Regions from separate parts of the Mus musculus genome. Here region 2 is linked to region 1. Evidence: chromatin contacts called from public HiChIP or PLAC-seq data. All regions are on one chromosome and are shown on one strand. The core of a region is the stretch at or near the end of the contact, and the rest is flanking DNA. Distances in the headings are between cores, read along the strand shown.

Evidence for each region. HiChIP or PLAC-seq counts read pairs in DNA pulled down with a chosen protein or histone mark.
Region 2: an H3K27ac HiChIP or PLAC-seq map of differentiating embryonic stem cells shows a contact between it and region 1, with 7 times the contacts expected there. The contact joins the enhancer-like site here to the promoter of Rarb in region 1. A contact is called at or near these places in 1 of 484 Hi-C or Micro-C datasets (stem cell-derived neurons), 8 of 115 datasets of contacts at active chromatin or transcription factors (astrocytes, differentiating embryonic stem cells, embryonic stem cells and 4 more) and 1 of 9 other capture datasets (embryonic stem cells).

The regions. Positions count from the first base shown.
Region 1 is chr14:16,573,394-16,579,091 of GRCm38.p6, forward strand. It overlaps Rarb (retinoic acid receptor, beta), which reads right to left and starts at 2,083. Exons shown (of 8, transcript NM_011243.2): 1 at 1,465-2,083. The coding sequence starts at 1,621.
Region 2 is chr14:17,170,015-17,175,712 of GRCm38.p6, forward strand. No RefSeq gene overlaps it. Among named protein-coding and RNA genes, the nearest start is that of Gm32121, 230 kb to the right of the region's middle. Within about 2 kb of position 2,922, at least 35 of the 459 cell types and tissues checked have an H3K27ac peak or open chromatin away from gene starts, as enhancers often do. A contact at or near this core is called in differentiating embryonic stem cells, forebrain and neural tube, where this site is marked.

The sequences.
Region 1 (5,698 bases), core at 833-3,332:
CTAGTGACTGGAAAATATTTTCTAATGCTAAAGTTTTTTGCCTTCTCCAAAAAGAAAATGAGTAGCAAAGAGGAGAGGGTATTTGGGGAGCCGATGACTATTAAGGCATTTCCTGGAGCGATCGATACTCTGTGTGCCTACATGGGGCTCTGTGAATACTAAGTTGGATGGCAAGGCCTTTGGCATCAAATAAATGGTTAATGGTTTTCCAACTCCAAACCTGTTGATTTGCTGGCCCAAGAAGTAAGTCTTTTTTTTTTTTTCTTACTGTCCTTTTTCCTAAGAAAAAGTTTCAGAGAGTCAGCTGACATGCTGCCCCTGCCCCTCCTCTATTTTGCCTTTTGCCTCTCTCTTTAGACAAGTCACCTTGTTGTTAGGAAAACTCAATTTCTCCCAGTTAAACTTTGACCGCTTTGTAAACAAGGATTTAAAATGTCATTTTCAGGCTAATGCTCCAATGAATTGTCAAATCAAGTACTAAAAACATTTTGATAGATAGATGAGCCATTTATCTAAATCACTGTCAGGGTGGCGAAGCATCCTGCAGGCTCCCACTACCATCAGCTCTATGTAAGATTTCCCAGGACTCCTGGTCATTTCTCAGGCCTGCAGCTGAGCTACTGTTGACTGATGAAGCTGAAGCACCATGTCAGCATCAGATAACCAAACAGTCAATATTGTTTTTGAAAACGAGGCTACCCCATTTAGATTTCTTTTCCTTTAACTGAAGTCCAGGCTCCTGACTGAATTGTAAGGTATGGAAATAATGAATGGCCAGCCCGAGGGGTGTTGGTGACCAGGAGTAACCTAGCAAAACAGAAACTTCTTAGACCAACAAAGTAACTCGGAGAGATGGCAGTGGGGTCACAGCTAAGACATATTGCCTTTTCTCGGTGAAGGGAACGAGGGAGGCAGCATCTTGCACCATCCTGCCCGGTACATTATGAACTCTGATTAACCGCCTTTACACGGTTGCATTCCTTGAAGAGACCATGTCATATTTTAATTACTTTGCACTGTTGAAATACATAAGGGGGAAGTGTTACTGAGCTCGTGGCTAATCCCAGCAAAGTTAAGTCCCCTCTCTACCCGTTACACAAATTGCATGGAATATCAGATTGCACTACTTGAAGAATGTTCAAAGTCCGTGGTCACCTTCTATTTTTCCCCTTCCTTTCGTACTTATTTAAAAACAAACAAACAAACAAACAAAAAACACCTATCTTCAAGAAAGAATAGGGTGGTAAGGGAGAACAGGGGCGCAGGAGCGTTTCAAGAAACCTCTCCAAGGGAATTTCAGCAGAGGGAATCCATATGCATGGCAGCCTATCACACCCCTTCAGCATTAAATCATTAAACCCTTTGTCTTGCCACCACTGCACTTTATTCCAGTGTCTTTATTGCATGCAAGAGAGACATTTATTTTTCCTTGGTAAAAGAAAGGAAAAAAAATAATAAACCTACATTGAGCAGTATGCCGGTGCTGCCATTCGGCCTGGGTGAATCCACTGAGGCAGGCTTTGAGAGCCTTTTCCTGCAGCATGCAGGAGGAAGGGCTCGCGGTGTAGAAATCCAGGATCTGCCCGGGACTCACTGACAGAACATCCATACAGTCAAACATGATCTCTCCGCACCGCGCTCTGCAAAAGTGCTTATCCTCTAGGTGTGGAGGCGAGCCGCACAGAAAAGTCCACGAACTCCATCAAACTCTGCCCCTTTTTTGGCACGTAGGCTGTTGGTCTTTTTCCCAGCCCCGAATCATGAATTATGACAGACAAGCCAGCTAAAAGCCTGTAATTGATCCAAATGATCATTTACCATTTTCCAGGCTCGCTCGGCCGATCCAGCCAGGGCGGGGGTTCCCGCACCGATCCCAAGTTCTCCCTTCCAGGCGACGCCCGCGCAGGCCTCCGGGAGCGCGCGGGTCCTACCCCGCCGGTGCCCAGACGCTCCCTGCCCGGGTGGCTCGCGTCCTCTGCATCCCAGTCTTGTGGCCGCGGCGCACGGGAACTCTGGTCCCCCCCTTTGGCAAAGAATAGACCCTCCTGCCTCGGAGCAGCTCACTTCCTACCACTTCTGTCACACGGAATGAAAGATTGAATTGCCTAATATATGCGAGTGAACTTTCGGTGAACCCTTCCCGGGCTGCTAACCTTCAAATGACCCAACCAGTCTGACATCACCAACTCCCAGGATTCTCACAGCGCTTAAAAACTCCCAGCAGCCCTGCAAGAGCCTTCAGCCAGCGAGTCCGCGGCCAGCCGCGCGGTGCTCCCCACGGCTCAGCGTGCAAACAATGCCAGGAGCGCAGGGAGGAGCGGGAGTGCGGCTGCGGTTTGCGCCTTTTCATCGGCCGGCCCTGGCAGGGAGACCCTCGCCCTCAGCTCGCCTCTGAAATTCCTCTCTGCTCTCCTGTTCCTGGCCAAGCCCTTGCAACTTAGGTATCTTTCCACTCCCGTAAAAGCACTCCGCAAGCCCCGAACTGCCCATCAGGAGCCCCGCCACCGCTCGCAGAGGGAAGCCTCTGGGGCCGGGAAACTTTCCATTAAGCCTGCCGTCTTTTTATTCCTTCTTCATATTATTATTATTATTATTATTATTATTATTTCCTCCCTTTTTCTCACTCTTTCAGGCTTTAGCTGAGCTCGCTGAAGGGATTGTCCTAGCTCCGGAGGGGAGAGAAAAGTCCCTTCTGGGATCTACTTAGACTTTAAAAACCCTGCAGGCAGAAACACCTGGAGCAGTCACAGATTAGTTGCACCAAACTCTGTTCCTAATCTCACCTTTCTCTTCTTTCTATCCACCACCTCCCTCCCCCCACCCCCCACCCCCCACCCCCCATTGCCAATCGCACTCTCACAAACACAGAAAGTGAAAGGCAAAACACAGAGACTGAGGTGTGTGTGTGTGTGTGTGTGTGTGTGTGTGTGTGAGAGAGAGAGAGAGAGAGAGAGAGAGAGACAGACAGACAGAGAGAGATATAGAGACAGAGAGAGACAGAGAGAGATATAGAGACAGAGAGAGACAGAGAGAGATATAGAGACAGAGAGAGACAGAGAGAGATATAGAGACAGAGAGAGAGAGACAGAGAAAGAATTTTAGATTCTGGTTTGCTGGTTGGTGAAAACAGTAACTCTGTCACTGGCCATCTGTGTGTCTAGGAAAATACTGATTTTCTCTAGGACCCAGTTTTCTCATCTGTATACCATCCATAGAACGTAAATAACTACCTGTCACTTCTCAATAAACACACAAAAGGAATATTAGCAGTGTCTCAGCCTCCTGTTTCTAGCTGTGGGACTTTTGCCAAGGATACCCAGACCTTCCTGAGGCTACAGTGTTCAGCAGTTAGTAGACTTGTGCCCTGTCTGAACCCACGCCAATCCTCAGTCTATGCACAGAGTGTTGGTGGCCACTTCGTCAGGCACAGGTCCCCACACATAACGTGGAGTTTGAAAATACTCCTCATACTGGGCAAGTATGAGGGTTTTATAATTCTGAAAGCTAGACTTGGCTCAGACCACCCCTGTCCAATTATACCTGTTTTAAAAAAATACAAATAAAAAACCTAATCTTCAGACAAGAGGATTTCTCTTTTCTTTTTTTAACTGGTTACACTGACTCAGCCTAGGGGAAGGAGCAGAATTTTTTTTAGTTGTTCTCAAAAACCCAGAGGCAATTAATATAGATGCAGCCAAACAGCCAGCACTTTCAAAAAGGGAAGCCACCTGCAGCTAGCTTCCAACTTCTCCATTGGAAAGAAGATGCCGGGCAGAGCCAGACTCTGCTTCCTTCTCTGCCAAGCTGGGAATTCTCCCACAGGAGGCTGGCAAGGAAATGGGTGGGGAAGCCCTGACTCCTGTCTTCCTTTGTGGGCAGTGCAGGGAGGGAAGGACACTGACACACAGGGGAGCCTGTCAGGTACACCCACCCTTGCTGAAATGCCCTTCTGACTAGTTTGCTATTATTTGGCTGTCCTGGCACAGGATGGGAGCATGCTGCACACTCCTCCTTAGGGAGTGAGTGTCCCTAAGAAAGCCCTCTATACCTGCAGCATAGGAAGCTCAGCGTGCTGAAGGGAGAGCTCTCACTGGAAGTGCACACTGTTTTGCTTTCCTTTCTGTAGCCATTTTGTTAGAAACTTGTCAACTACAAAGACAACACACATTACAAAGCGACCACTTAACTGACCACCACTGAACAATTGTAAAGATACAAAACGCTGGGCTATGTGTGACTTTCTGCTTGGCCCAAGAGACTTACTGTCCCTGAATGCTTCCTTGAGGTCTTGGGTTCCCTGGAAACAGAGTCACGAGCACCTAGTATTGGAGGTGGAGGAAAAGGTATGGGCAGAGGGGAGAGGAACTGAACAGAACTGAAATAAGTTAGAGGTGAGAAAGCTTGGCACCATGGCAGATACCTGTGTCTCAGGTGCCCTTTCTCCAGGAGGCTGCTGCACTTCCTTGTGGAAATTGCTAATAATGGTCCCAAAGTGCAGGGAGGCAGTGGTCATGGGAAAGAGAGGTTGAGCCCAGAAATGTCTTCCACAATATTCCTCCTTTGTGTGCCTGTGTGTTGCTAAAATTCCTTTTCTTCAGGAGACCTAAGCAATATTTAACCCTTCTCCTAACCCTATGGTTCCAAGGACAGAGGTCAGTATTACTAGAGGTCACTCTAAGGAACTTTGAGTTTACTGGGCTTCCTTACAAAGCATAATTGAAAAGTCACTTACAGGGATGTGTGGGGGTGCTCCCTCCCTAACTAGGCACTCTTGGAAGGTCTGTACTTCAGCAGAGAAGACAGCTTCCCCACAGCTATGTAGATGAAGACCACATTCCTCATATATTTAAGGCCTTCCCCAGGCCATGGGCAATTAAGGCAGAGTTGCATACAACAGGTGGTGGGGGAAGATGTCACCCTCCCCAGTCTTTCCTGGGGTGGAGCAGTATTATCAACAAGCCTAGCTAGGATTATCCCTTTGCAAGGGGACATAGCTGAAATCCCCAAGATAGCAGTTGCTTGGCTGAAAGGATACAGTCTCTAGCAAGGCTCTTTGTGGTTGTGGTGTGGTGATTGCTTGTGATTGGGGAATTTCTTTTTTTGCACAAGGATAATTTAGATTTATAATCACCTCGAGATTCTTTTAATTGTAGAGAAATGAACTTGATCAGTATTTAAATCTGCGTGGATGGGATATTATGGACTTCTTATAATGTAGTGGGACTCATAGTCAGTGAGTCATTTCTCATCATGGATTAATTACACCATTGGCAGCGATTGAGGCTATTAGGAAGTATTAATTCAAAAGCGGACTCAAGTTAACCACATTTCTTATCATTTTTTGGTCAGTAAATCTTCTCCCACCTTTTGAAAACATGATTCTTCTCTGAAGTCTTTCTTTTAAATAGAAGTAAGGAAAGCACCAATGAACATACACTATAAGTATATGCTCATGTATGATAGTGACTAATAAATATGGTAGAGTTAAACCTGAACCAATGTGTTCACAGTGACGCGTAAAGGAGTGACATCACTAAGTCTGATTTACATAGCTAGAAAGAACCGTTCCCATACCCTCCACAGACACCTGTTCTAACATGGACACCTCTTCTATTTTCTCTATTTGATCAATGGTCTAATGAACAACAAGAAAAACCAAACAAACAAAAATCCCCAAAAGTTTGAGAGTCAAATTCAT
Region 2 (5,698 bases), core at 1,672-4,171, 600 kb after region 1:
TGTCTCACACAAGACCTGCATGCTTGCATGGGGAAGAAAAGGCCCCTTCAATCAATGCAGTGTTATGTATGCCTGGCAAAGATAAATGGACCCTTTAAAAAAACATTCATGTGATTGTCTGATCACTCCCAACCACTAGCACATGTGTGGCTCAGCTGTTTTTCTGGCATGTACTTCAGAGGCCTTTTAATACAGTTATTAATTGTTCTCTTTATCATGTGAGTAAAGGCAGTGTTAACAAATATTCCAAGGTTAAGATAGTTCACAATCATTTTTAAGATGGCTGAATGCTGATTTTTTTTCTTGAGATGTTAATAGCTTAAATGTCTGGTGAATTTTGACTTGAGTGTTTTACAAAAATCATCTGTCTTTGCCTCCAGATGATCTGTCCTCGGACACTCTGAACAGCAGAAAGGAGTGTTGCAGACCCAGCACAATGCTCATGCTACAATATGTGCTGCTGAATGTTTTGTTTGGTTTACCTAAGATTAGCTAGAATAGGGGTATAGAGTCTGTCCATCTACAACTTATATGCCCATCAAGGTCAACGATCTAAGTAAAGTTAAATAAAACAGTGATGATTAAGGTTGGCCTAATCTATGTCCCCATTATTTTCAGGAAGGTTCAAATCTCATGAAGTTTTCAATTTCTTCACGCCTACTGGAAGGATAATCTTCTAAGGTTTGTCCCCCCCTGGTATAAGTGCCAACTATCTTTTTTTTTTCCTTGAAAACTGGATATACTATACAATTTAGCTATTCACTTATGCAAATGACGGTAAACAGAATTCTAAAGGCAGATAATAAACAGCAAATGAGGTTATTTTGTTTCATGCTTTATGTTGTCAGAGTTCTGAGCATGGTTTAGTGTTTTCTATTCATGCTTTATATTACCAAATTACTCCCTGATGGTGTCTCAGATGTGCTTTTGTCTGCAAATGAGAAGACATAAAATACCAGGACATTAACGTTAAATTACAATCATTAATGGTGTAAATACGAAAATAATTACTGCATCATACCATCAATTGTTATGTGTTCATTACCGAAGTTCTTGGAAAGCCTTCATTTTCTTGTTAAAATTATTTTTTCCTTTATTTTTTGTCTGGCTATTTTATAACCCTGACAGTACTTTAACAACACTCAGCAGTTACACAAGCCATTTAATCCTGCTCAAAGCTTCATTTAAACTTCAGTTAGCAGCGCTTTATTTTTGTACATGACTTTTACTTCTTCCTGGCACTCAAAGGTTTTTCGGGATAGGTGCAGAAAAAAATGTGTCAGAGGGATTGCCTAAAACCAGTCATAAACTCTAAAGAGGATTTCAAACTTACTTTAAAACCACACTTTAAAACACCTTTGGAAATAATCAAGTTTATTTTGCCATAGCCACTGCAATTTTGGCTTCATTTTTATTTTTTTCTGTGATGTTTTTTTAAAAATCAGCTTATAATTCTTCAGTTTATCAGTCAAGATGCTTCAAATCCCAGCTCTCTTCTCCCCTGGGCGCCTGCCTTCCTCCTCCTCTCCTGTCAGTGTTCTCTCTAGAGCTGGCATGTGAAGGACCTGGTCTACTCACAGGTACACACAGGCAGTGTGCCTTTTTGTCTGCTCTACTCTAAGACCTTCAGTTTACCTCTCTCCTGTCAGAGCCAGGTGGAGAATGGCTCAGAATTCAAAAGCTGTCAAAATCGCGAAAGAGGCGGGGAGAGGGTACTCCTGTGTTCCAGTTCCGTAGCATCGTTACTCTCTGTGTGCCCACACTCTCACAAAAGGCACATAACTCATGCACACACACACACACACACACACACACACACACACACACACACATACCGGCACATATGTCCCTTCTGTCACCATCACCTGTTTGCTTTCAAAGACAGTTCTAGGGCTACCTAAAACTTATCCCTCACAACCTACTTCCGCCCTATTTCCAGCTCTAGGAACTAGGGTACAATCATTTACTCCTTGTATTGTTCTTCCAAAATATCCAGACACAGGGCGCGAATACAGTCCTGGCACCTCCCTCCATTTACATCTCCCTTATAGCCAATCACCTTGCAAGCTGTGGCCAAGCACCCATATTAGCCACAGATCCAGGCTCAGAGAGAGCTACAGCCTCCAGGGCTCCGTCCTGTTTCTGCTCTCTCTTCTCATCCTCTAGCGGTTATATTCTCTCCAACTCATGCTACCAGTTCTCTTGACCCAGACTATGCCCCAAACTTTTTCCCTACCCTTCTCACTCCCTAAATCAGTACAACCCAGATGTGCTACACCTGTCCTCCCAGTCCAGACCCTCAAAGAGAGATCATCACTGCTCAGGTAAGTATTACATCTCGAGGTATCTGCCCTGGTGAGCTTTAGACAGCACTGGACCCCTCAGGGATGCAGACCCAGCCAGGATAGACCCAACGGGCTGGCAGGTGCAACTTGCCAGCGTCTCTGAGGCTCACACCCTTGGAGACCGCGGGAGAACAAAGCTGGAGTCCGGGGAGCGGGTGAGACTGGAGAAGCTAAGACAATGGCAATAAAGGGAACTTGGAAGAGGACCGCTGCGCAAAGTTGCCTCTGAGTCAGGACAGTCTAGCCTGGCTGAAGAGTCAGCAGCTACCCCACTTCCCCAGCCCTGGACCCAGGACCATGCACGCCAAATCCCCGCTGTGCAGCCGCTGCCTGGATGCCACACAGATGCCCAGGCACCCAAACACGGCTTTTATGACCCGGGACCCTTCGGGTTGGCACCGCAGCCTCTGGGCAAGAGGCTGGCGAGCGCGCTCCTGGCTTTACCTTTCGCGGGCTGCTGGGAGTCCACGGCGCGCCGCCCGCTGGCTGTGCCCTCAGCCCCTGCCGCTGCCTTCACCAGCCACCAGCTGGAGCCAGGGCAGCTGTGCCCCGCCCACGAGCGCCAGGCCCCGCCCCGGGCTCCAGGCCCCGCCTCCCCAAGCTGGCCGGTGAGTTTTCCTTTGAGCTGCTTCTGACAGCTGCAGCCCAGCTACACTGTGCTGCCTACTGTCACTACTGCTGTTGATGTCACAGGCTAGGACATCTCAAATTTGCCAAGTGGGTAACCCCCGACCCAACAAAGGAGAGCATTGTGATTGAAATCTGCACTTTGCCAAATATCACCTGTGAGCTCCATAGAAAACAGAATTACCCCGCAGCTACTGAATCTGAATTTCTGGGAGCTGGAGCTGACTGCGCGTATTTCAGCACGCTGGAAAAGAGGATTTCCCAAGCATAGTAAAGTTGGAAACCGACTGGCCAAGAAAGGGAAGTAGAAAAGAGTCAACCCGTTGCCCTGCCTTTTCCTGAACCCAGGAGCTGCCCAACACAAAGCTAACTTGGCACTTTTCTGCTCAGGAGCAGATTGAGTATGCCCTGGATGTCGTTCATCTTTCTCTATTGACTGTAAAGTCTTTAAACATAAACAGAGAGGGAAGCACGTTTACTTTTGATCTGACAGCTTTAATGAGCTCAAGGAAGAATTATGTAAACATTATTAAGTGTAATAAACACATGTCGGCACCAGACAATCGTCTCTGGAAAAGAGCTAGCAAAAGTCAGCATGTACCACAGTTTTCTTCATAATGTCTTTTTAACTTTACGTTGCCTCTGTAATTGGCCTTTGGCAGTGTTGTTGTCTTGACAGAAAATCATTATCCCAGTAATGGATGAGCCCTTTTGAAGGGAGAGCCACTAGGATGTGGAACTTTCATTCATAAACGCTAAGAATCCAGGAGAAGAGAAGCCATCTTATTCATTGTCCAATTCTTGTCCTGGTTTAACATATAAAACTCAATAGAAGTTAGCCATCACTTGCCTTATCATTTATTTACCTTTTCTCCCAGCTTCCTTCTGTCTCTCCCTTTTTAGCCCTCTCCCTCTAGCTTCAGGTATGATAAACTGATGGTCATTTGAGTGGGAGTCATAGGGTACTTGTCACCACCACTGGCTCTGGGTATGTATTTGGCTGTAAGCTGTAAGTTCCACACAGTTTGGAGCATGGAGTTTGATCTCATGGGAGTTTTCTCAGTTTCTGGAGCAACAATGCTTTCACCTCTTCTGAGCTACTTCATGTTCCTTCTTCATTGAAAAGGTTAACCAAGGGCATAATCCCTTGACAAAAGTGACATGTGCTATTGGGCAAGGGATGAGAGGGGGTCTTTGAGAGACAGCTGCTTTTCAAGCATCATTTGGAACATGGGAATTTCTCTGTTAGGAACTTACAGTGCAAATGGAACAACTGATGGCAGGCAGTATCCTTTTTGATATGAACAGCTAGTACATCTCAGATTGGAGACTCTTTTCTTTAGAGACATTGACATTTCCGAAACATAATATGGTTGTTGGTCATAATATGGCTGTTGGTCAGTAGCACCTTTACAAATGGCATGGTAAGTAGTTCATGATACCCATTTGACAAGGACATCAGGTGTTCGTTCCTTCACCTAGAAAAGGTAGAGACCTGGATAATATAGACAAATCCTGTGTAGGACTCTGAGGAAGCACAGCCTTGAGTCAGCAGGTGGAAAGAAACACGGTGTCCCTGAACATTCAGCAAGAAAATGAGAGCAACAGCTACTCGCTAATAGGCACTTACAGACACTGCCTTTGACACGTTAGTTCACAGAGTCACTGCTAAGCATGTCATCACCTGAACACTAACTCAGAAAGTGTAGCTTCCCCTTCTCCTATCTGTCCATTTCCCTTCCCCAAACACTGAGCCAAATCCTGTACCTCTTTTTAGGGATAAAAAATAAGAACTTGACTTGATTGTTATCAAGATGATCTGTTCAAAAATAGAAACTAACTTGGTTTCTGGTTCATGATCATCAGCTGTGGGCAAGAGAGGCTTACTCTATCCAGGAAACAAGACAAAGGAAAAGGTTAGACAAATGGATAGTAAGAAGCAAGGGACAGAGGGAGTGAGGAGGAAGAGGGGACAGGAAAGAAGCATTCATAGCCATTCTGCCTTTGGACTTGACCAAAAGGAAGCTGTAACCTGGGTGGGCTGAAGTTATGACACAGCCCACATTTGCACAGCAGCCTGTCATGGTGGGTTTTCTAAGCTACATTTCACTAAGGCAGACCCTGGGAGACAAGTCCTGAGGGTTGTTGTGAAAGTGTTCCCAGGAGACAAGAGTAAAGTGTTCCCACTGGTGGGGGAGTGGCAAATGGGGAAGAGGAAGATATTGGGGCCACAAGTCCCCAGTAAGTTGGTTTGGGACTGACCCAATTAACCAATTGCAAGGGAGTATTGGGATTTAAATAAATCCTCTAATTTGTTCCTAATTGAAGAAAGAGAACTAGACATTTGGGTTGATTTTCTGAATAAACTATTGACAAACACCCAAACAAGAGGAATAAACTCCCAAAGAAATAGCACTTCTTTAGGCTCCAGTAATTCATGAGCTGACCTTCAATGAAGAGACAATGTCTTAGTCATGGAAAGCAATGGGCTTTGGGGTTTGGAAGGAAGTAGCAACTAATGCAGAAACATCAAAGAGGGTTTTATGGTACTTGAGCTGACTTCTGTGTCTATCTACTTCCATATGGAATTTTCCTGTTCTGCACTTCAGGTACCAACCAAGAGGATTAAGCCTCACTCAAAGAACAGAGCCTCAAGCAGAGGCAGTTATGGACCACTCTGTGGAGTACAGTAGTCGGGGCACTGAAGCAAGTGAGACAGTCTTAGT